Regions from separate parts of the Mus musculus genome. Here all the other regions are linked to region 5. A link is a contact called in public Hi-C, promoter capture Hi-C and targeted proximity ligation data. All regions are on one chromosome and are shown on one strand. The core of a region is the stretch at or near the end of the contact, and the rest is flanking DNA. Distances in the headings are between cores, read along the strand shown.

Region 1 (3,202 bases), core at 291-2,790, 470 kb after region 5:
GGTAGGCATGGTCCTGGAGAAGTAGCTGAAAGCTTACAACTTATCCACATACGTGAGGCAGAAAGATTGCCTTGAGTCTCAGAAGACTTTTGGACTTTTGAAGTTAAACTAAATACATTTTTTGCACTTTTCATTAAGATATGACCATGGACCTATGGGGGCCAGGGAATGGAATGTGATGGTTTGAGTAAGAATGGCCTCCAATGGCTCATATATTTAAATGCTTGGTTAGCAGTTGGTGGGCCTGTTTGAGAAGGATTAGGAGGTGTGGCCTTGTGGGAGGATGTGTGTCACTTCACAGAGCAGGGATGGGGTTGAGATTCTAAAGTTATAAAAGCAAACCAATTTCTCCTTTTCTCTGCCTGCCGCCTGTAGGACAGAGCTAAGCTCTCAGTTACTGCTCCAGTGCTGTACCTGCCTGCCTCCTGCCATGTTCCCTGCCATGATGGTCATGAACTCTACCCTATTGCTGAGTTTCTTCACAGCAATAGAAAAGTAAGCGAGATATGGGACTTAGTTAGCTTTTGTTTGGGAACGCTTTTACTGTTTTCCTCTGTGTTTCTGTCCCACCCTCTCTCCCTCCTTCCCTCCCTTCCTGTATCCTGTTGCTTTTTCACTGGATTGACATTTAATCCTGAGTTACATCAGACATATCCTGGAAACAAACAGAGGCGTTAGGAACAGCCACATCTGCAGGAGCAACCAGTCTAGACATCTTTTTTATTTTTTTTTTCTGTTCCTGCTATATGTGGGTTGGGGGAGGGGTCCTTGTGAATTTTGGTTTCCTGGAGGGCAGCACAAACACTTGCCTATAGACCTACCAATTCTTCATGGCTCCTGGCCTGACCATGTGTCATGAAGAAGATCGGGCCATCCATGAGAACTAACCCTATTGAGTTGTTCCAAGAAAGGGGAAAGGACTTCCTGAAATGTGTGGGTCATCTGCTCTGCCCTGTTTTAAATTTCCAGAGAATGTGGCAAGCCATGGAAGCCAGAAGGTCACCTAGCGAAGTTAACTCATTTAGGTAGTCGGTTCATCTGCAATGTGTTATAGTTTGCTGCTCAACAGCGAGCAAAGGAAAAGCTTAGCCTGGCACAGACATGCTGCCTAATCTCTGTTGATATTGGGAGGGTCTGCAGCTCATCAAGTGGAAAATTAGAATTTAATGGGAAATGACTCTCGGAAAGGAATTGAGACATCTTCTTGTGTTTTACGTGTTATAAAGTTGCATGACTTCCAACTACTTAATTACAGAGCTATTCATTCCCCAAACATGTGTTGAGTAACCAGTTAGTGTGTCTCCTTAGTTTTCTTCAGAAAACAAAACTCATGAGGGTGCCACTAGGAGAGACTCCCCCCATCCCAGTATGTTCTCACTATCATGTAAGCATTTTTTTTAGATGGCTAACATTTAGGTAAAGACATATTTTAATTAACTAATCTGTTTCTCATGCTATTGTGAGGATGGAGCTGTAGATTGAAGAGAGCCCAGCCTCTAAAGGCAGAGTCGTATTCTATTCCCAACACTGCCATCTATCAGCCTCCTAGACTACGGTGAATCACATCCTGTCTAAGACTCTAATTTCCCATTGAAAGAATGAGTTGTTACAATACCCATCACACAAGGGAAAATCCAGTGATAAAAGAAATCTCTACTATGGTAACATCTATCAGGCACATAATAAATGCTCACATAATTGTATCATTACGATTTAAATAATCTCACCAGACATAACTCTTTGCCAAACCAAAATGAGCTCATATTTGTCTCTGCCCCAGTCCCACAGCTGTCTCCCTTCACTTCCTAATGAGACTAGCCAGGCACATACACAATGCTCTGTCGCATCTTCTCTGATAAGGTCTCTAGCTCTGAATCTTTTGTGTGCTCTCTTTACTCATTGTTCATCCCTAGTAAAACTATGTCATTGAGTTTTTCTTGCAATGGGTGAAGGCACTAAGAATTGAGATTGGTACTGAGTTAGCTGTCAGAAAAATTGTCATCCCTAGATGTTCATGGGAGATTTGGCTTAGGGTAACAAGATACCAGGGTGTTCTCATCCCTTATGTGAGGGGGTATGGTATTTGCATGCAACCTATACACATCCTCCTGTATGCTTTCTATTACCTCTACATTTCTTGAATGTCTCTTCCAATGTCAATGCTATAGGAAGAGTTCTCATGCTATAATATTGGAAATGATGACAAGTTTGTACACTTCAGTGCAGATGCAAATATAAAAAACAAACAAACCAGTAATTCTATCCACAGTGGGCTGAATTTGCAGATCTGGAATTGAAGATATAGAGGGCTGGCTGCACTTGTTTTCTCAGTGAGCAAGTCATGTAGCTGAATTGATAAATAAAACCATATAGTAGTGTGCACTTACACTACTCATCTGGAGGACCTGTGTGTGGTGTGTTTGACAATGGGACTCGGATCCTATTGCACCTACCCTAAAGAGAGCCAGTAATGTGAGAATCTCAAGGCATTTCATGTTAGAACTGGGTGGGTGGAGAACAATGAGCTGGGTAAAACCTGTCAGGGGATTTTGAGGTGACTACCACATGATGACCAAGATTGTGCTCACACCCTCCATGAAACATTGTTCATTCTAGGAAATATGGTATTTAGTGATTATTGGGGTTTTTTAAACATATATTAGGACTTACCTAACTTTCTCTAGATTGAAAATGAGGTTTCTAATGATGACCATTTTTATAGGTTGACACACACTGCTGCAAACTATTTGTGGGTGGAGTCCACGTCTATGACCTTGTCTGTGAGGTTGAGCTGCTGAAATTGATCTTGTGGGCATCAAGCTCAACCTGAAGGAGGTATCCCACTACCAATAGCAAATGAGCAAGCACATGTTTCATATTTGTCTTAAATGCCTTTTTAAAAACACTAACCGATTTAACTCCTGAGTCTTTGCAATATTCTGTTGGTGTTAAATTTGCCAAGTAACCTTTCTGCAGCATTTTATCACACAGTTGAATACACACACATACACACACACACACACATACACACACATACACACACACACACACATACACACACATACACACACACACACACACACACAGAGAGAGAGAGAGAGAGAGAGAGAGAGAGAGAGAGAGAGAGAGAGCTTACTAGTTGTTCTCCATCTGTGTTCCCCTATCCATCCTCTGGCCTTCTATACCTTCCTCTGAACTTAGA
Region 2 (3,256 bases), core at 106-2,605, 390 kb after region 5:
TTGAAGTGAAACAAGAGAGCCAGAGGGTCTTAATTACTTTGTCTCCCAAAATATCAGTGTGATTGTGGGATAATGATGTAGGTCACCTTGCTGTTCAAATCCCTTCTCCCTCCAACCTGGAGGACCATAAGGACAGAGCCTTCTAGGGTTGGGTGCCAGTGTGGACTCCCATCTCTCCCAACTCGATGACTTCACAATTTCTCATTCCTCTCCCACAAGCTCAGAGCTACTGTGGAGACACAATAAGGACATGTCCCCCAGAAAATCGCCTCCATATGGGGAATCCTGGCTCATGTGTTTTACTAGATGTTCTCAGGGAAGTGCCAGGATTTGTTTGCTGTGCTTTCTCTGTGGGCCACTCAGCATCGCCTTTCAGGATAATCCCAGTTCAGAGGATGTGCTTAGAAAAGTGCGTATTTAACCAGCACAGGACACGCAGCTGCTGCCCTCCGAAGTTCCATAGAATAAAAATCTAAGTGGCCAGTCGATAGCATCCAATCACATCAGGTTTGCTGAGATACTCTGACCTGTTGGCTTTGAGTCCCCATCTTCCTCTTAGTTCCCGTGCAGCTCCTTATACTTCACAAGTGAAATGCAAAGTGAACATGGCATTTTCTCCCATCCTCTCGTACTCCCTTAACATAAATGTTGAAGCTCTTCTTTATAAGATACATTGCTTCAGGGCCTTTAGAATTAACTTTGTAAATGTGTCCAATGCACCTTCCCCTTTTCTCAGCTGTGTCCTTACACGAGAGACCAGCCTTGTGGAGTCAGTTGTCCCTATAAAATAAGTTATGCCACCGTTGATAACCTAGTACAAAATGAAGCTTTCCTTCTGCACGGGATAAACAGGAACTAACTAAATGTGTTCATGTTGATGAACTTCAGAGAGGTTGCATACTTCATTGCTAGTATGCTTTTATGCAGAATTACTTTGCTGTTTATTCTCAAGGTATTGAAAGACCCTCCCTTCTTTCTCTACCGTGGGTATCACTGTCCCACGCTGAACCAACAAATTAAACATCCTGTTTGTTTCTGTATGGACATCCCCACCTGCAAGGCTGTTTGTTCTCTCAAGTCTACTGTCCTTCACCAGTGTTAGACAGTAAATGCCATTCTAAATCTCATGACTCAGAACCTGCTAGTCTTCCCTCACAACAAGAAAATGAATATACAGTTGCCCAGGGTTCCTTGGTGATTTCTCTTTGTTTAAATACCAGTATATCTCCTTTCAAAAACCAGTACTCTGAGGTTGCGGCTGGGGATAGCACTCAATAGTGGAGTGCTTGCCTAGTGTATGCAAGGCGTTGTGTTCAACAAAAAAAACCAAAGACCCAACAATCTTGGGATTGTTACACATTACTACAAAAATGCCACAGTGCATTCCCTCTACGCCATCAGGAATGCTCTTTGCCCAGCACAGAACCCAAGCCGACCTCTCAGGTTCTGTGTTTCAAGGCACATTTGACCTTTGGGGTTTGAGTTATTTTACTCTTGGCAAGACAGAATGTATTGTTTAAGGAGACTCTGGTTAGAGGGGGGTCATAATAAAGGACCCGTAACACTTCTTGGACCTCAGATGTGCCTTACAAAACAAAATGTTTATGAGCTAAGTGTAAATGAGTCAGAAACATATGAATCGAATTTCCCCTAAAATGTGAACGGGTTTTAAAATTAGCAGGAAAAGGGCCTGGCAAAAGATGTGCTTTGAATTTCATAAAACCCAGAGGATTTGAAATGCAGTTTAAGAAGCTTGACAAACCCAAACTGTGACTAAGGTTTGCTTTGTTGGTGTCTTTCCCCTCCTCACCCCACCCCCCATGTGTCAGAGAAGCACTCAGTGGTTGGACAGGAGAGGGGAGGGTTATGAAGGGTTTTGAAAGAGCATAGTGTCATAGTTGTATAGGGCCAGAACGGGGACTTAGAAGGCTTTGAAGAGTTGGTCATGCTGCCTGTTGTCATCGTTTTCCCAGGTTTGCACCTCCGACTCCATCTCCTCACCACATCAGCCCGGGAAGAGTTCCAGCTCCTCCGTCACTGCTCCAGAGAGCACAGGCTCCCCACTCCCAGCAGCCACCAGGCTCACTCCTGAAGCCCTACCAGCCAGAAACCAACTCTTCTTTTCAGCCAAATGGTATCCATGTCCACGGTAAGCAGGAGCTGGTGGTCCTTGGAGTTTAGAAAGGCAGTGTTTTGCTGTTGCCTTTAGCCAGGTGGCCTAAGGACCAGATGTGGGTCTCAGATGTTCTGTTTTAAATCAAACTTATGATGTAGACAGCATGAAATGCTTTAGTATTTTCCTCAGATGACCTGACCTATAGTTGCCAGCCCAAGGAAATCATTGGTGTTCCCAGTGTTGTGACACTTCAAGAGAAGTCTCTAGCAATAGCACCCTGCTCCTGAGTGATCAGGAGACTGTGCAGAAGGAAGCCCCGGGAACATCACTGTCCATGTTGGCTGGCTCCTTCCCATGAGCCAAGCCAAAGCCTTCCCTGGTTCCCCTGTGTGACACCTCCCTGGTCTCCCCCAAACTTCATGTGTCCCATCTATATATCCCATCTTGGTTTTATTTCTTTGCTAGAACTTTCTTTCATTCTCTCCATCTTGTAGCTCATTTGAGTAAAACATATCATCTTTACTAGTACAGTCTTGCTTCTGAGGCCAGAGTTGTCTGACCCGTCATCATATCTTTTAGGGAACTCGACACATTTCTTCATGTCTCAGAATGACTATGCATATTCATACAGAAAGGAAAGAACATGAGGAAAAGAGCGACCACAGTGGCTTACGTTCTGGGCCAGGCTTGTGTTCAGCAAGGACCATACTTGAGGACTGAGTCTGCCTCTGTCTCTTTTCACTAATCAAACTCCTTTTGCCAGTTCAAGCAGAAATCCTAGTGAACTTCCACAGAAAACTGCAATGCCAAGCCATAAAGACTCCAATCGCCCAATGTTTTTGTCTCCTGTTGTCAGAATTCTATGTTAGCAGAAACGATGCTGTACGTTGACTCCAGATGATTCCAGAAGTGTGTCATCTCCCTCCCCTCACTGGCACCTTATAGGTTATCACTTGGAATTAATGGATGGTGTCCCAAGACAGTGTTCATTCTGAGTGTGAAAACAGTCTCTAGATAGTATTCTCCAACAGTATTGTATTAAACTTGATCAAGAGGTTCAAAGCAGCAGGAAGGGGGCAAGAAAATGATAGTGCTCATCTGTAGCAAGGAAAGACATTGAAAAGTCAGGGTTGAGCCGGG
Region 3 (2,994 bases), core at 355-2,854, 510 kb after region 5:
GCCTGAGACAAGGTCCCTCATCCTAGGGTCTCTTCCTCCTTCCTTTCCATCTGGTCTCCTCATTTTCACTCACCTCGAGGGATGGCTGTGGCTATTTTCATTTGAAAGGCATAGTTAAGGAGGACACGGACTCCTTAACTTACATCCTCGATTGATGTATGACGCTTTGAGCTGGCTAACTGGACTATGCCAGTCGATACCGAATAAATGTTTGGACTAGTGCCTCACACTCAAATGGCAATCAAGTTAGCTCCATAAATGTCAGTTATTACTATAGAAACATTTGTGAGAAACACAGGCTTCTGAGGGTGAGGATGGAGCTGGTCATGACTGGCTTTTCTGCGAGGTCAGCAACTTAGTTTTGATCACCTGTTATTTGCCGCCCTGTTCTAGAACCTGTTTTGAATAGAATGTAATCTGGGCACTAAATGATCTTATTAGGTATGTTGGAGAAAGGATCAAGGTCAAAGTAAAATTAAACACACACACACACACACACAAGTTAAAGATAGAGAAAGATCAGTATCTTCAGAGGCAGAAACTTTGGAGTCATGGATTAAAGGCATGAGCCACCACGCCCAGCTTACCAATTTCTAAATAGCAAGGGCTTAATGAATGAGTGGGCCAAAAGTGGAGTCAAAAGTCTTTGACAGAACCATCCATCCACCCATCCATTTATTTATTTATCTTCAGTTTTTTAGAGAGTCTTTAAATGTTATATGTATGAGTACTTTGCCTGCATGTATACACATGAACCATGTGCAAACCTGGTGCCCATGGGTCCTAGAGAAGGGCAGGGGAAATCCCTGAAACTGGAGTTACAGGTGGTTGTGAACCATGGCCTAAGTGCTGGGCACTGAAGTTGGTCTTCTGCAAGTGCGACAAGTATTCTTAATGGCCGAGCCATCTCTTCAGCTCAGCGCCTTTTATTTTTTTACTTTTTTTTCTCTCTTGCTCCAAGATGTTTAGAGAAAATTAGAAAAGAAAAGAGGGTGTCTTTCTTCCTTTTCTTTTCAATTATGCTATTAATATAGCACCAGCCTTGCTAGATGTGCCCGGTGTATTTTCTCAAGCTTGTAACAACCGAGAGCGAGGTTGATATTATCTTTCTCTACCCATGAGAAAACACTTTCAGAGATTTTCAATAATTTGCCCAAGGTCACACAGTTAATAAGTAGCTGAGCTGAGATGTGAAGGAAAGGGTTTTTCACACTATGCCAGTCTGCCTCAGAAGCCAATCATCCTATGTTTGGGACAATAGAACAGATAGGGAGTCCAAAAACAACGAACGCCAGCCCCCTACATTTGCCCCAGAAATCTAGGGTCCAGGTGTGTAAAGGGAATGGATCAGCACAAATTCCCAGGCAGACTTGAGGTGGAGTTGACGGAGCCAGTGTGAGCTTCAGTGTTCCAGCCCAGGGCTCTTTCCAAAATACCACATCGAGAGTTGTTCTTAAACTGCTGGGACACTTGTTACATAATGTTCAAATTTATGTAGGAATGTGACTAATCCACATTTTTTTGGTGTTTGATCAGATGTAGAATATAAATGAGGCAAGCAGTTAATTGAAAGACTCAAGCAGCGAGAGAGCTGGAGAAGGCTGGAGCACAGACCCACAATGAAACGCAGGCCGTGTGAATATTTTCTCGTCTGTTATGGATCTGAGCTACAGTTTCCTCCATCTGATGAGATCAGTTCCATATTCCAGCTAAACAGTTGCAGAGCTGTGTGGCATTCATGTCTGATTGAGTAGAGGATTCGGTAATTACGAATCTTCCCGGCTAATAGCTTCGTGTGCTAGTCAAGCAAAAATTAAGTGTTTGATGTATCCCTACCTGTCTCCAACCAACTGTGGGCACTGATCGGCAAAGCACTGATCAAAGCAATTTGTCCATCACTTCAGAGTTCCTCTCTTTTAAAAAGTCATTATTTAAAATTCAAGGTGGTTTGTTGTTGTTGTTGTTGGTTTGGTTTGGTTTTTTTTTGCTTGTTTGTTTGGTTTGTTTTTTTGCTATAGCAAAGATAGCAACGAAGAGAATTTACTTTCTTAAGAAACACCTTCCATTTGAAGAAGCACAAAGACTTGTAGAAGGGAAATACATATTTTACTCCCAGTTTTGTGTCCTTTTAATTATAATTACTCCAGAGCTCTGGTGTAAAAATCTAGAACATTTAACTAAAATAGATGCAACAGATCTCTGGCTGAATGCAGCTGAATGCCTCTTTAATATATTATTACCCTCAGCTTCTTTGAAATGTTAGATCATAGTCATCAAAATGGGAAAATGTTGCGGTTCTTGGTTGTTGACACTGACCTGAAGCTTCCCAAGGCTAATCATCTACAATGATCGGTTTATGAAATCAAGTCTTCGTGGTCCAAGATGGTGTCCTCATGGAGTAGAAGGATTCACTGTAGTGTCGACCAACATGTTTGCTGGTGACTATGCCCTGTCTGTTTCTATGCAACACCTCCTTGCTCTGCAGTTTTCCCTCCTTAGACCTTCCTGGATTCAGCAGTCTTCATCTTTGGCCTGATCAGAGAAACTGCTGTGTTTTCAAGAGTTTCAGCCAGCCACACTGGTCCCACTCTGTTTCAGTAACTGACTGAAGAGCTGGTCGGGTAACAGCATTTTGAAAGTTGAAACATGGGTGAAGCTTTTGGCAAGGCTACCGGGAAAGAACAGACAGGCCATTTTCTGTCTCTGGCGGATATGGCCACGTGGCAAGGCAGCTTTAGCAAAGGTAACCTGTTCAAATGGACAGAAGTAAGGAGGCCATTAGAGGAGAAACTGGATGAGGTCATTCCTGTTGTACCCCGACACATCCTGCCTTTCTGCTTCCCGAGAAAATCAGTTTCTTCACAGACTAAGTCAGCCACGGTTTACAAAGTTTTCTGCTCTTCAGAATCACCTGAAAGAGACCTGAGAGCCAGGTTTCTGTCGATTCGTATGTGTGCACATGCCTACCACAGCTTCTGTGTGGCTGTCCAAGGA
Region 4 (3,173 bases), core at 464-2,963, 420 kb after region 5:
CTTCCCCTCCCCTCACTCTCTAACAGCACATTGGTTGGTCAAGTGTTGCCAAAGAGGCCATATTCTTGGGGGGAAAACTATCTTGCAAGCTTCTAAGTCCCAAGACTTCCAATTCCCTTTGTTATTCTGAGCTTTAAGGAAGGAACCCTGTCTGGCTTCCTCAGCAGGTAAGCTCTCAGGCTGCTAGAAACTCCCACCCTTCCAGAGCTCCTGTGTCCTCTGTCACACTTGGTCAAAGCAGGAACACACACACTCCAACACTGGCTTATTTGATGGCAACCCTCATTTGACCTCTGTCACCCTCTAAAAAGAAAAGAGACCCTACTCTCAAAAGGAGCATCTATCCATTCTTAAATCCTAAAGCTTTTACACAGCGCCCCAAGCACATTTCATTTGGATGATGAGGAAGGAACAGATGAGAGGCACCGTGGTCTTACAACCAATCGTTTCTACTCTGCCGTATGGATGTGTTAAGGAAAGAGAAATCATAGCAAGGAACGGAAGTACAGACCATGCATGGCATCTCTCCCTGTAGTGGAGGCATGAGGCCTGGGAGCCAGGCTTTGGACTCATGGTGGCTTTCCATGTGACACTGCTTTTCTGGGTCACCTAAGTAGGAGGGATCCATGGAGAACCTGTGTCATCAGGGCCTTCTTACTAGGTCAGACCTACCCCAGAGAGACGTTCTTGCTATCAGAAGGCATGAGCAGAGCTAGGTCCCATGTAGCCCCTCAAAGGCCCTCCAGAATAGTCCCAATAGCCACTGGTCTGGGGACAGGGCCTAGAGTCATGACACATACTGGCTCCTTCAGAGTGTTAGGTTCCAGAATTTCTCCTCAGCATGAATGTGTTCTTGGCTTGCTTTGGCCTTCACAGTTCCATCTGTATTTTGAAACAATGAAAGCAGAGCTTGAAAACATAATTATTCCCTTCCATTCCTAGACCCTTTTAGCCCTGATGGGTAGCCATTTTCATAAACATCCAAATGGAAATTGTCATTCCAATTTCAAAACAATAAAGATTAGTGCTCCTGAAAACACACAACCCAAAGACAATTATTTTAGTCCATAAAAATAAAAAGGTCATTATGAATAGAGACATAGCCTTCATCCATTGTCATAACTCCCTAAAGGAACTACTTCAAAGCGTCACTTGTAATTTACTCTCTGATGGGCACACAAATGCCATTTAAATATTCCCTGGGCCTGTGAGATATGGTCCCTTACACAGGTCTCCACCACGTGACCCAGGTGATTCTTAAGTGGAAAACAAGGTATTTGGTAGACCTCAGCAGAAAGTCTCCGGACAAGAGTGTTGGTTACGTCCAGTGTCCTCAAGTGATCATCTGCCAAATGTACTAGCTCACTAATGCGAGCTTAGAACAGGGCTAAGCTGTCTCCCTGTCCCAGAGCTCATACCCCCTTCCCATCCCCTATTGCCTGGAAGTATTGACAGTGCTCAGTTGTATTACTTGGTGTTTGATTTGATTTGACTGTTTAGATCAATGTTGTTATTGCCATGGATAAAATAACAGAGACAGAGAAAACCAAACGCATTGGAGAAAATGGCGCGTGTTCAAATGAAGAGATTTATTTTGTACAGACAGAGAAGCGTCCTCAGTAATGTTGCTGACATAAAGCACTTTGGGGGGGGAGGGGAGTGGAAATCTGTTTTCCATAAATCACATAGGCCCTTGTACATTGTTCTATCCACTCATGTAGAGAAATGAGCTGCGTATATCATACTGGATATGGGGCCAGTTTGACGGTAGGGGCACATGTGGTGCTTATTGTCGTAAATCTTTTAAGGAATTAGGTACACTTTTTTCTATTAATATGTATAGTTTTACGATTTGTCACAGTTATGTTTCATATAATCATAAGTTATTTTGTCTTGTTTCATGAAGTCCTTTTTTTTTTTTTAATGTCAAAAGTAAAATGAAGGGATTGTATACTTGGCACAAAATAAAACTGGAAATCGAGGCTGCCCCTCCCGCCTGAAGCGCTCCTTCAGCGCGTCGGCTTAAAACACAATGGTAACCGGCGTTGTTTGTTTGTTTGTCTTATTGTTCTGTTCTCTTCTGTCACCAGCCTCCTCTGTATTGGGGATGGTGATTATAATTAAAAGCAGATGGGGGGGGAAGGGGTGTCCAAGGCCAGCTTTAAAATGCTGCATCGCTTTGGGCCAGAACTGAAGCCTGGATTTAATTATAGATATGAGGACGAAATGGCAGTAAAAATGAATGTCTCCCTGAATCCTTTACATGTTGGGAGTGTCCATAAATAAAACATGAAGTTTTATTTCATCACATTTAATTAAAGCTTTTATACATGTTTTATTGGTTATTCTATTAATCCACTTCACAAACTGGATAAATGTGTTTGAGGGCTGGGGGCAGGGGGTTATTTGTGCTTTTTTTTTTTTTTTAGGGGAGTGCTACATCATGCCTCAGCAATGCCTCGAGCTTGCTGCCCCAGGTGCAGGGCTTTCAGCGTGCTGGTGGTGGGAGCGGTGGGTTTTCACTCCATTTTCATAAAACCCTTTGGGGAAAGACACAGTACCAAGCAAGGATCAGGGGCAGAATCCCTGGTGCCCTGTGGGGACAATGGTTGCTGCCCTGGTGTCCTGCTCTCAGGAGGCTACCCAGAACCTTCCTCTACTGTGCCTCCTCTATACTAGTAACTCTCATCCTCTGGGGTGATATCCTGCATATCAGATATTTATGATTCATAACAGCAGCAAAATTACAGTTATGAAGTAGCAATGAAATACCTTTATGGCTGGTGGGTCACTACAACATGAACTGTATTAGAGGGTCGTGGCTTTAAGAAGGTTGAGAACTACTGATCAATACCCATTGCATCAGGGATGGTGGTCAATGTAGTCTGACACCCACCAGCCTATTAGCCAAGCACAGGAACTTAATAAGATTCACCCTATCGGCAGAGAGGGCTGGCACCTGTCTGCAGTCCAAAGAAACACTCAGGAAGAAAAGTTATGCTTGTGAGTTGGGGCCAACCTGGGCTGCATAGTTACATCCTGTCTTAAAATCAAAAGGAAATGTTCTTTCCGAAAAGCATTTGTACAGAGCTGACTCGCTTGCCACCTTTTTATGGCTTAAGATGACTTTAAGGAAAGCCACACAATGGCTGGGTACCTTGTTGGGTTCCTTG
Region 5 (3,177 bases), core at 545-3,044:
AGCTCAGGCAGCCAGCATCCCGAGCCCGGCCCCTCCAGGCGTCGCCCTCGGCCCCGAGCGAGGATGAGCACCCCGGGCCAGGCATGAAGTCGCCTCTCAACTTTGTAAAGACATGACTGGAGTGTGCCTGTGCGTAGCGCGGACAGGGAGCTGATGCGGAGAGTCGGCCCGCTGCCCTGCCTCCTCCTCCCAGGGCCGCCGCCGTCGCAGCCTCGCGCGGGCACACACACGGCCCTCCGGCCGTAGTTCCGCGCTCCGGCCACGGGCTTGGATGCGAGTTTTCCTTTCCGAAGGAGGCAGAGCCGGCGTGGAGCGCTGAGGGGGCTCAGCCTCCACCCACGCATCGCTAGTGTTGTCACGAGCGGGCTGGCCGGGAGAAGGGACTCGCTCGCCTAGCTTTGTTGTGGAAATCCGGTTACCTGGTAAGTGGATGCCATAGGAACTTTGTTCTGCAGGCGAGGGACAGAGAGAGAAGGCGCTAGAGAGTGTGGGGGCGGTCAAGCCTGGGGACGCAAACTCGGGATTAGAAAGAGTTTCTGCATGCCGGCTTGGTGGCATTCGCACGGGTTTGAGGACAGGAGCACACCAACTCCCCCAGACTCACAGGGCTTCTAGAGACCTAGGCACACCTTACCGAGGCTGATGGCAATACTCATTTAGCCATCAAACTGGCTGTCAGTTACCTAAGAGCGCGGGGTGTAGACAGAAAGGAAACCAACAAGGTGTGGAAGTTTCGTTTATGAGGGAGAGTCTCCGTGCCTTTTAACTGAAAATACAGGTACCAGAAGGTTACACAATCAGGGCCAGATACAGGGCGAGCACCGGGGTCCTACTTAGGGAAACTTTGGCAAAGTGGGGAGTGATGGGACTTTGAGGTCTTTAGCTCACAGTCGGGGTTGTAGTTGTCTTTTCGGCTTCCACGTGTTTATGGGGCGCCACGAAGGCTGTTTTTCACTTCTCCGTCTCATCCAAGTTGGTGTCCCCATTGTTCAGTGAGGTCCTCGGGTTTGGGGGCACAGCTACTAGTTAGGAGCGGTGCATCGACCCGCAGCCGCCAAGTTTTCAACTGTAACCTCCCACGCCACGAAATCGCAGACACATTCAGACACCTAGCACTCCCCGCCGGGTTTGTCACCTCGCGTTTACATTTTTATGGGCCGGGGACAAAATGTCAGCACTGTTTGGGAAATGTCTGTCTCGAGTCCCGCTTCAAGGCTCCGGTCCCTATAAATGACCCTGTGTCTATTTTGAAGTCGGTCGGGATCACTTTCTGGAAAGCGTGAGTGAGCTGTTGGCTCTCCTAGACACACACCTTGCCCCAAGCAACAGTTCCAAGTTACTCACTAGAGCTGACAAGTCACCCGGGGGACGAGAAACTCACCCAAGTGTCTGAAAACCTTGACCAGGGCGGATTTGTCATCCTACTATGGATGATTCAAGTAGGTACCTGGAGGAAACTTTTGGAGGTTTCCTTTTTTTTTTTCTTTTTTTGGCAAAAAGGTTCGTCGAGGTCGCGCCCTTAGATCTGGTAGTGTGTTTGGGAGGCAATAGCAAAACGACACTCGTGGGGGCAGGGAGGGTAGTCGCCCCGTGGTCCGGACAGGGTCACAGTGCAGGGCCCTATGTACCCCAGTGCGGCTCCGGGTGCTTTGGCCAGCAGGGTCCCCCGCAGCCCGGCTTCCTAACTGGCGGCCTTTCAGCCCCTTACTTACTCAGAAAGTGGTTGCACAACAGGAAGCCGGCACGAGTTTGTTTTGTTTTGTTGCGTTCTCTCGCTCGCGCCGCGGGAGGGGGAGGGGGGAGAGCGGGGGCGGTCTGGTTGCCCAGAGCACCGGGAAGGCTCCACTTCACCTCCGGACCCGCCCCTCGCTCACCTCCGGAGATCCCTGAGGCTAGGACCCAAGACCCCCCGCGGGGCAAAGGTGTGTGGGTGTGCCGTGTGTGGGAGGGTGCTGAGGACCCCAGGAGGGGTGTTCACCCACTGTCCCGGGCCGCACATCTTGACCCCGCACCCCTAGCCACTCCTGGTTCCTCTGCTCTGTGTACCTCCCTTCCTGGCTTGTCTTCCTTGACATCCGCTAGGTCCCATGGGATAGAGTGTAGGGGATCACTTCCGGAATTCTCCAGAGCAGTGCCCGCAGGGACTGCACTCCAGCAATTGCAATTGGAGAGGACACCTTTCCAATTCCTTAGAGCTTTAGGACTTCAACATCTCTTGAATTGGGGGTAGTGGTCTCAGGTGGCCCTAGAGTTGGTGAGGAAAGAGAAGTTTATACAGCTCCCCCCAGTGGACCAGTTCTCTGGGTTATGGGACCCAGAGAAAGAACCCCTGCCAAACTTAAGCATCTAGAAAAAACACTGAGGCTCACAGTGGAGAGCATTTCTTGGCCCGAAGGTGAACTCCAGACAAATGCAAACTCTCTTGTGTCCGTTCTGAAGCTTTGATGAGTCACGATTTCTTCATTGGGAAGTAGCCAGGCCCGGTTCCCTAAATGTCTCCGTGCCCGTTGGACTTCAATTTTTAGACTACGTTAGGAATTTTGATTCATTGTAAAAATGAATTTGGGTTAGTTTAAAAATTCTTACTCCTCCTTTTTCTCTTTGGTTTCCTGTGAGGCTACACAAAGCAGGTGCAGCCTGCAAAAGTTTGCAGAAAAACAATGAAGGCTGTCCCTGGAAATGATCTATAGAGAGAGAACTGTGTGAGAGGGCACCCCCCCCCCTTCTCTAGTGAGAACTGCTGACATTTAAGGCCTTTACTAGGATCTGCTACAGTGTTCATTTAGAGGAGCTCCAGCCCCTCCCCCTTGAACTGAAGGAGGCTTTCTTCCCATTCTTATTGCTACTTAGTTCGTGTCTTTTCTTTCCTGTCAGGACTCAGGCCTCCTTCAGAGTGAGTAATTACTTCTGTGTGCTCTGGGTGGATTCCCTGTCTCCTTGCTTCCCTTGAGGTCAGTTCAGGTAGAGTGGCTTTTCTTCACGCCATCGTTGGTCCATCCAATGTTTCCACCAGTTTCATTGGCGATTCTACCAAAGTTCTTCCGGTTAGCAGAGTTTGGATACCTGGAGTTGTCCCGTTTGGAAAGTGACTCTCCTTGGATGGACTCTGGAGTATACCTAGTGGGGTGGATTTTTTGCCTGACCCAAAAAAAAAAAAAAAAAAAATCCCGACTGGGG
Region 6 (2,968 bases), core at 54-2,553, 450 kb after region 5:
ATGGAATAAAACAACTTGTGTCTGACTTTACCAGAGCTATCACGAAAAGGGGGAATGTTTATGGTAAATGGCTACCAGAGGAACCACCTTTGTGAATTTATTATTATTCAATATTTTGGGCGTTTGGTTTTTGGAGACAGGGTTTCTGTGTGTGTAACCTTGGCTATCTGCAAACTTACTTTGTAGATCAGACTGGCCTTGAACTCATAGAGATCTGACTGCCTCTGTCTCCTGAGTGCTGAGATGAAAGGCGTGCACCACCACCAATTAACCTTCAATAAATTCTGATACTGTGGGAGGACACAGCTGTGTTCATCTTAGGTTTCTGAGTGAAGAAGTGAGACCCTGATTTCCCCTGTGACATTCCATACCGAGGATGGACACACAGATTCTCTAGCATGAATTTCTAGTGGCCCTCTTTTAAATGCCCTATAAGTGAACACATTGATAGTGGGACAAACCATTCCGTGCCAGTGTGTGTTCCCTTTGTATAGAATAATCCCTTGAGTCATCTAAACCATGTTTGCATTAAGGAGAGCAAACATCTAGATCTACAAAGCTGAGCATATTGCCATGGTGGCAGGGGTCACTATGCCTTCATCCAGCGTGGGCCTATGAAGGTCTATGAAAGGAGATGATAGAATTCTTGAATAAAAGTGATAATTACGTATAAAGTACTTACTATATGTCAGGGATGAGTTGGCACATATTTTTAGTTTTAAGCAGGTAAGTAAATAAGCTTGATCCTTCTCCCATCCTTCTGACAGGGGTAATGTGATCATTACTAGTCCACAGATGAGAAAACTTGAGTTGCAAAGGAATTCAAGAGCTTGTTCAAGTGGTAGAGTGAAGACTCAGTCCCAGGCTGCAGGCCTCTGATCTAGTGTTATGCTATAATGCCTCCAGGGATTGGTGACATCTTTGCTCTACCACTGTGATATTTGGTACAAACTACAAATAGCACATCTGGAACGCATTCATCTGAAGTCTTCTGAGAAGCTATGTCTCGTGGCTTAGAGTTGCTTTGATATTAGAAAGCAAAGCTAAACAAAATGGGAGAGGAAAAAAAACAACATATGAGGGATATGTGATGTTGTTTTGCAAGCTACACAACAAAGTGGTGTCTTTAGCCTGGGGACTGACCAAGGGGACAGCCGAAAATCCACATGGCTGCTGGAGGGTCACTCCAGTGGAAATGCACTCCTTAATTGGCTCAAACAGTCTTTTCAGAACTCTGTCTCTGCAGTCTCAGCTCTTCAGCCTTTATTCATGCGAACAGCCTTGACAGATACCAGACGTGCGGCAGAGAGTGGGGAGCGAGCTGCCAACCCTAGGCATCATGCTCTTAAACAAAGGAGAAGATGACAATGTGGCGAACCCTTCAGCGCCTTCTCCTTCCTCAGTTGTCTTCCTGTGTTCGGTCTGAGTCAGGCATTCTGTCTCACTAACGAGCTTTGTCACCTATGTGACGGTCTCCATTCCAACACAATTGCAGAGCTTACAGCATAAACTAGAAGGCCACATTGCACACACACTGTCTTTGTTCTTCTCTGACAAAGGCCTGGGAATTTGAGAAATAGTGCAGGATAGATCCCACACACCTAGCTCCCACTGCTGACCCACTGGCTATCCAAAAGTCAGAGTGGATCCTTGGTTGGACAATGGTGAAGTCATTTCTCCAAACCAAGCTTGTCCTTTAGGGAGAAGCTCCCCTCTGGAATCATCTAGGGTTAGTTGGGTACCATCTGAAACACCAAATCCAAGAGTACTCGGCCACCCTACCTTTCATTAAGTCTTTCTGTGTGTAGAATCCCTTTGTACTCATGGAATTCCAAGACTGGAGTGCTCATCAACAATCACTAGTGCAAACAAACAAACAAACAAAGCATTTTAAAATACTGCCTATCCAAGCAAGCTGTGGCACCTGAGAAGAAAGCCTGGTGCTACCTGTAACCTGGCCTATTTTTGCCTCAAAGGCTTCTCTTGCCAGTCTTCATGCTGTCTGATCCTCAACACGTCTGGCTTGTTTGATCCATGACACTGGTTTCACTCGCCCTTGACTGTTTCTGGTCTTCTAACCATCCCCATCAGAGACTGTCTGCTCCTGACTCTCATGTGGCCTGCAGCTCTCCTATTCTGTGACCTCTCTCCAGCTGCCATGAAGGTGATCCTTCAGTTCGTAATTGCTCCTGGCCCAGGCTTACTGAGCATTTTCCCCTCCTATTGATTACAGTTTTTATTTCCAACTTCTCTTTCCCAGAGGTAAAATGTGGCTTTAATGGTTCCACATGGCCATGGCAAACACTCACACCCATCTCTTCCACTACCAACTCCTTCGAGTATCCATTGCCTTAGTGGATAGCTTATGAACAAGTTACATGGATGGATTATGAATGATCCACAGATGATCAGTTTGGCTCAATGGCTACCTCATTTATTGTATGCTGTACTGTTTATAACAACATCCATGCTTGATGTAAAGAACTTAAAGTTTGAAAACAATATAGAAGAGTAAAATCCTTACTCTCGTCTCCCAGAGACAACCAGCTTTAACTAAATGGTAAGGGAAGGTGTCTGAGTGTACACACATTCGTCTCAGCTCCACAGGGAACAGTCTCTAGAACCCCACACAGATAACAGAATTTACAGATGTTTAAACCCTGTAGAGAAATAGTGCAGAGTTTGCGTTCACTCCCTGGCATCATTGCAGGCACTCTAAATCCACCCAGGTGCCTGATGATACTGACTACAATGGAAGCCGCAATAGGCACCACACTGCATCGCTTAGGGAATACTGACCAAAAAGCCTGCCCATGCTCACTTAGTACATTTGTAATGTTGCTCCAAAACTTTTCAAATTAAAGTTAGTTGGAAACATGGGAATGGGACCAATGGATAAGGACGCACTGTGTCTGTATATACACAGCACCTGTGTGGTACATGCATACACACCTGCGATTTCTTGTTA
Region 7 (3,214 bases), core at 299-2,798, 330 kb after region 5:
GTCACCGTGGCTGTTGTTCCTCAGGAACTGTCCAGTTGCTTTGACACCACCTCTCAAACAGTGACTTCAGAAGTGTGTGCCACCACAGATGGCTTATCACTCAGACTGACCTCTGGTCCTCATGCTCAGACAATAATTACTTCACCCACTGAGCTGTCTCCAGCACCCAAGCTTTTAAATATTTGAACATTTAGTAGAATGCTTTGTCCCTGGAAGAAGTGAGTTGCATTAACTTGGTGTTTTTAGTACAAGGGTATTTGGGTCATTGTGTCTTTTTGTCAAAATTGTGCATTTTCTTTCATAGTTTTTTTGGCATTTGACATTGGTGTTAGGAAATTCTGTGTGTGTGTGTGTGTGTACACCTACATACCTACATTGAAGTTTTTCTATTTGGAGATACTAACTTGAGTGCCAGTGGAGGGCTTATAGACAGAAAGTTCTTAAACCAAGCCTTCCTTTTGAGAAAGCAAACCACTCTGCTGCAAGGACTTGACAGTTACACTTAACTACTTACAAAGCCAGTCTTATAAATTAGTAGTTAAAATACTTTCCCTCTAGAAATAGATTTAATTTATCTCTTCATAAAATATATTGTTACCCAGAACCATTTGGCATGGGCTAGGTATGATCTGATGTTAGAAAGGCAGAGGAATTTTATTTAGTGTAAATAAAACTGAATAAACAATGCCTCCTCGTAAAATAACACATTGTCACAATTGGATCCTTGAGCAGAGTTGTTGTCTATTGGCTTTGTCATTGTCTGTAGCTTACAAAACTCAAAGGAATAAATTATTTATTTAGCAAAAGAGGGCTTTCATTCTAAATCTGACCATTTGCTACCTCCAAGTTGTCTCTAATAAAGTGGGCTTTTACTAATAACACCAAGCTTATCATCAGTAAGATGAGCCACTTGAAGGTTCACCGAGCCACTGTCAAGCATGGAAGAGTATTAACCACCTATAGAGACAACAGTACTGATGCTCACAGGTGTGGAGGCACACAGGCTGTCTAGAGATTGTTAAATACTTTCTCTGTGGAATAAAGGTGTGTGTTAGCCTCCTATAAAGAGAGAGTCGGTTTGATTATAGGCATATTTATTGAAGCACTAATCAAAAAAGGAAAGCATTGAGACTGTAAGGTATGGCTGTATTTATAGTTCTCCTGCAGCCTGAGTAGGCAGTCCAGGGAAGAACAGCGGCCTGTGAGCAGTCTGATGTCCTCATGTCAGACACCGCAGCCCTTCCTTAGTTCGGACTTCAGGGCAGGGGAGTATTCCCTCTCTAATGGCTTTGCTTTGGGGTCTGCTCTATTTTGTGCAAATCGGACTCGGTTGACTTCCTCTAACCGTTTGGCTCAGCCCTCAGTAACAAATGTACAGTGTTTACTTTTCAAAAACCCCTTCTAAGTCTGTGATAGGTAATTCATGAAATTAACATGATGTTGCTTCATCTAACAAAAAGAGGCTGTGTCACTCCCAAGAGAGGCAGCTGCTGATAAACCCCCAAATCAGCCCTTCCGTGCTGTTAAATCGAATGCCGATATCCCAGTGCGATACATTTACACGGTACAATGTTGTCACTAGACCTTAGAGAGCTCCTAATTGCTCACTCATGTCAGAACTTGGTATTTGAAGTATTTCCTGGCATCAATACTTAGAAAAAAAAAAGAAACAATAAACCTTTTAAGGCAGAATTAAGATTATTTACGACTTTAATTAAAAATTGGAAAACTGGCATGATTTCAAAAAGGGCTTTACAGAAATGTGAATTCATCAAAAATAACCATAAAAATTCCAAGGTGATAAAGGCACAGTGGAGTAATGGTCCCAGCCATAGGGAATTGTTTTGCTGAAAAGAATAAAACTCTATGCTGTCACACCCTGTTAGTCATGGACTTGCTTAATATACCCTGCCTGCCCGCCTCTCTCTAATCCTGTCTTTAACCTCCCCCTAGATGCTAAATGACATTATTTTGGTCTTAGCCAGTTTTATGAGGCCCAGCTCGGAAATTGGGTTCAGTAACAAACACCCGTAAGATAATGTATATAAGGAGAAGCAGGTTGCTCCTGAGTGGTACCCTGACCACAGGCATATGGTCCTTCCTGGCACGTGACCCGTTCCACCAGAAAATAAGATGGACCTGGAATCTTAGCCAAACATTTCTCAAGATGTTTTAAGAAAGAAGAAGGAAAAGACCAGGGGAGCAGAGACAGTTTGGCTTATTGCATACAGAGAGTAGTTTCTCTTGTTTGCAAAAAGCAAGCAAGCATACACACACATACACCACATCTCACCAGCCAGCAGGCACCCAGACTTGTTCATCTGATGTACGCTGCAGTTCTTGAATGCTTTGAAACAGGGGCGCACCGATAAAATGAGTAGGCAAGCATTCAAGCCACCAGAAAAGGTATTCATTGGGAATAGAATTTAGCCTCCAGAGCAAAAGGTACAGAATCTGTCCTTCAATTCTTCCCGATGCGCGAGTGAAATACGAGAAGACTAGGGCAGATGAGCCACTTGAAATTCTTCTCAAGGCTGTGAGTTTTATCAGAATTTTTCATTTTCACCCTGGAAGTACCAGGAACATGGTTTTCTTCAACCCTAGCCTGTTGTCAAAATGGACTTTAAAAGAAAAATGAATACAAGCAATGCCTGAGAGTTAGAGGTGACGTGAATCTTCATCCAACCCGCACTTGCTTAAAGATTCTAAACTTTACGAATTATTAATGTTTGTTAGACATTGACCTTTGATTGGCTGAACGTCAGTGATGTTCACTTTCATGACCTCAACACCAGCGATTGCAGTTACCTACGTTTATATTTCGTACTTAGAGTGAGTTCTGTCTGTATTCTGGCTGTGCACAGGCAGTTTACTTAATGCAGTTTTCTTCAAGTGAGATGGGTAATTCTTTAGACTGTTAAAAGCCGCCATCTTTCTCCAGAATCTCCCCGAACTATAAATGTCACGGGGGAGCCCATGGCTTACTTTGCATTGTGTAGTTCTTGGAACCATGAGAAGATAGATGGAAATAATACTTCCCTGTAAATTGGAGTTTGGAGCATAATGGTAATGAAGCTTTTTTCCCCCATCCTTTGTTTTCTGCTTTGATCTGTGGGGTGGGGTCTTAGTCTGTGGGGTGGGGTCTTTGGCAGGTGGTTTGTACATTGAAGTCCTCTCCAAATTCCACAGTTCCTTGTCATTATTTGTCCTTTGT

Evidence for each region. Promoter capture Hi-C pulls out the DNA fragments that hold promoters and counts their contacts. Hi-C and Micro-C count contacts between places; a contact is called where the count stands out from the background.
Region 1: a Hi-C map of muscle stem cells shows a contact between it and region 5, with 4 times the contacts expected there. A contact is called at or near these places in 2 of 484 Hi-C or Micro-C datasets (muscle stem cells and nephron progenitors) and 4 of 130 datasets of targeted methods (embryonic forebrain, embryonic hindbrain, embryonic midbrain and 1 more).
Region 2: a Hi-C map of muscle stem cells shows a contact between it and region 5, with 2.8 times the contacts expected there. A contact is called at or near these places in 6 of 39 promoter capture datasets (the 3T3-L1 cell line, 3T3-L1-derived adipocytes, cranial neural crest and 3 more), 3 of 484 Hi-C or Micro-C datasets (adipose-derived mesenchymal stem cells, muscle stem cells and pancreatic cancer cells), 6 of 130 datasets of targeted methods (the NIH/3T3 cell line, bone marrow-derived macrophages, embryonic fibroblasts and 2 more) and 1 of 9 other capture datasets (pancreatic islet).
Region 3: a contact with region 5 is called in a promoter capture Hi-C map of hippocampal neurons, with 11 times the contacts expected there. A contact is called at or near these places in 17 of 39 promoter capture datasets (the 3T3-L1 cell line, 3T3-L1-derived adipocytes, cancer-associated fibroblasts and 10 more), 8 of 484 Hi-C or Micro-C datasets (the AML12 cell line, embryonic fibroblasts, embryonic stem cells and 4 more), 20 of 130 datasets of targeted methods (the NIH/3T3 cell line, bone marrow-derived macrophages, embryonic basal ganglia and 13 more) and 2 of 9 other capture datasets (embryonic stem cells and pancreatic islet).
Region 4: a contact with region 5 is called in a targeted proximity ligation map of craniofacial prominence, with 6 times the contacts expected there. A contact is called at or near these places in 9 of 39 promoter capture datasets (the 3T3-L1 cell line, 3T3-L1-derived adipocytes, cranial neural crest and 5 more), 1 of 130 datasets of targeted methods (craniofacial prominence) and 1 of 9 other capture datasets (embryonic stem cells).
Region 6: a promoter capture Hi-C map of the 3T3-L1 cell line shows a contact between it and region 5, with 6 times the contacts expected there. A contact is called at or near these places in 5 of 39 promoter capture datasets (the 3T3-L1 cell line, frontonasal cranial neural crest, hippocampal neurons and 2 more), 1 of 484 Hi-C or Micro-C datasets (nephron progenitors), 4 of 130 datasets of targeted methods (the NIH/3T3 cell line, embryonic midbrain, forebrain and 1 more) and 1 of 9 other capture datasets (embryonic stem cells).
Region 7: a contact with region 5 is called in a promoter capture Hi-C map of cranial neural crest, with 3 times the contacts expected there. A contact is called at or near these places in 6 of 39 promoter capture datasets (cranial neural crest, frontonasal cranial neural crest, maxillary cranial neural crest and 3 more), 3 of 130 datasets of targeted methods (embryonic midbrain, kidney and pancreatic cancer cells) and 1 of 9 other capture datasets (embryonic stem cells).

What each region holds. Positions count from the first base shown.
Region 1 is chr19:28,202,254-28,205,455 of GRCm38.p6, reverse strand. No RefSeq gene overlaps it. Among named protein-coding and RNA genes, the nearest start is that of Gm35866, 160 kb to the left of the region's middle.
Region 2 is chr19:28,282,545-28,285,800 of GRCm38.p6, reverse strand. Glis3 (GLIS family zinc finger 3) reads left to right here. Exons shown (of 11, transcript NM_175459.6): 9 at 1,974-2,149. Among named protein-coding and RNA genes, the nearest start is that of Gm35866, 80 kb to the left of the region's middle.
Region 3 is chr19:28,170,506-28,173,499 of GRCm38.p6, reverse strand. No RefSeq gene overlaps it. Among named protein-coding and RNA genes, the nearest start is that of Rfx3, 160 kb to the right of the region's middle.
Region 4 is chr19:28,258,016-28,261,188 of GRCm38.p6, reverse strand. It overlaps Glis3 (GLIS family zinc finger 3), which reads left to right. Exons shown (of 11, transcript NM_175459.6): 11 at 1-2,338. Among named protein-coding and RNA genes, the nearest start is that of Gm35866, 100 kb to the left of the region's middle.
Region 5 is chr19:28,676,841-28,680,017 of GRCm38.p6, reverse strand. D930032P07Rik (RIKEN cDNA D930032P07 gene) reads right to left here and starts at 1,794. Exons shown (of 5, transcript NR_045330.1): 1 at 1,713-1,794. Glis3 (GLIS family zinc finger 3) reads left to right here. Exons shown (of 11, transcript NM_175459.6): 1 at 1-422.
Region 6 is chr19:28,226,101-28,229,068 of GRCm38.p6, reverse strand. No RefSeq gene overlaps it. Among named protein-coding and RNA genes, the nearest start is that of Gm35866, 140 kb to the left of the region's middle.
Region 7 is chr19:28,350,220-28,353,433 of GRCm38.p6, reverse strand. The region is part of intron 6 of Glis3 (GLIS family zinc finger 3); the gene reads left to right. Among named protein-coding and RNA genes, the nearest start is that of Gm35866, 12 kb to the left of the region's middle.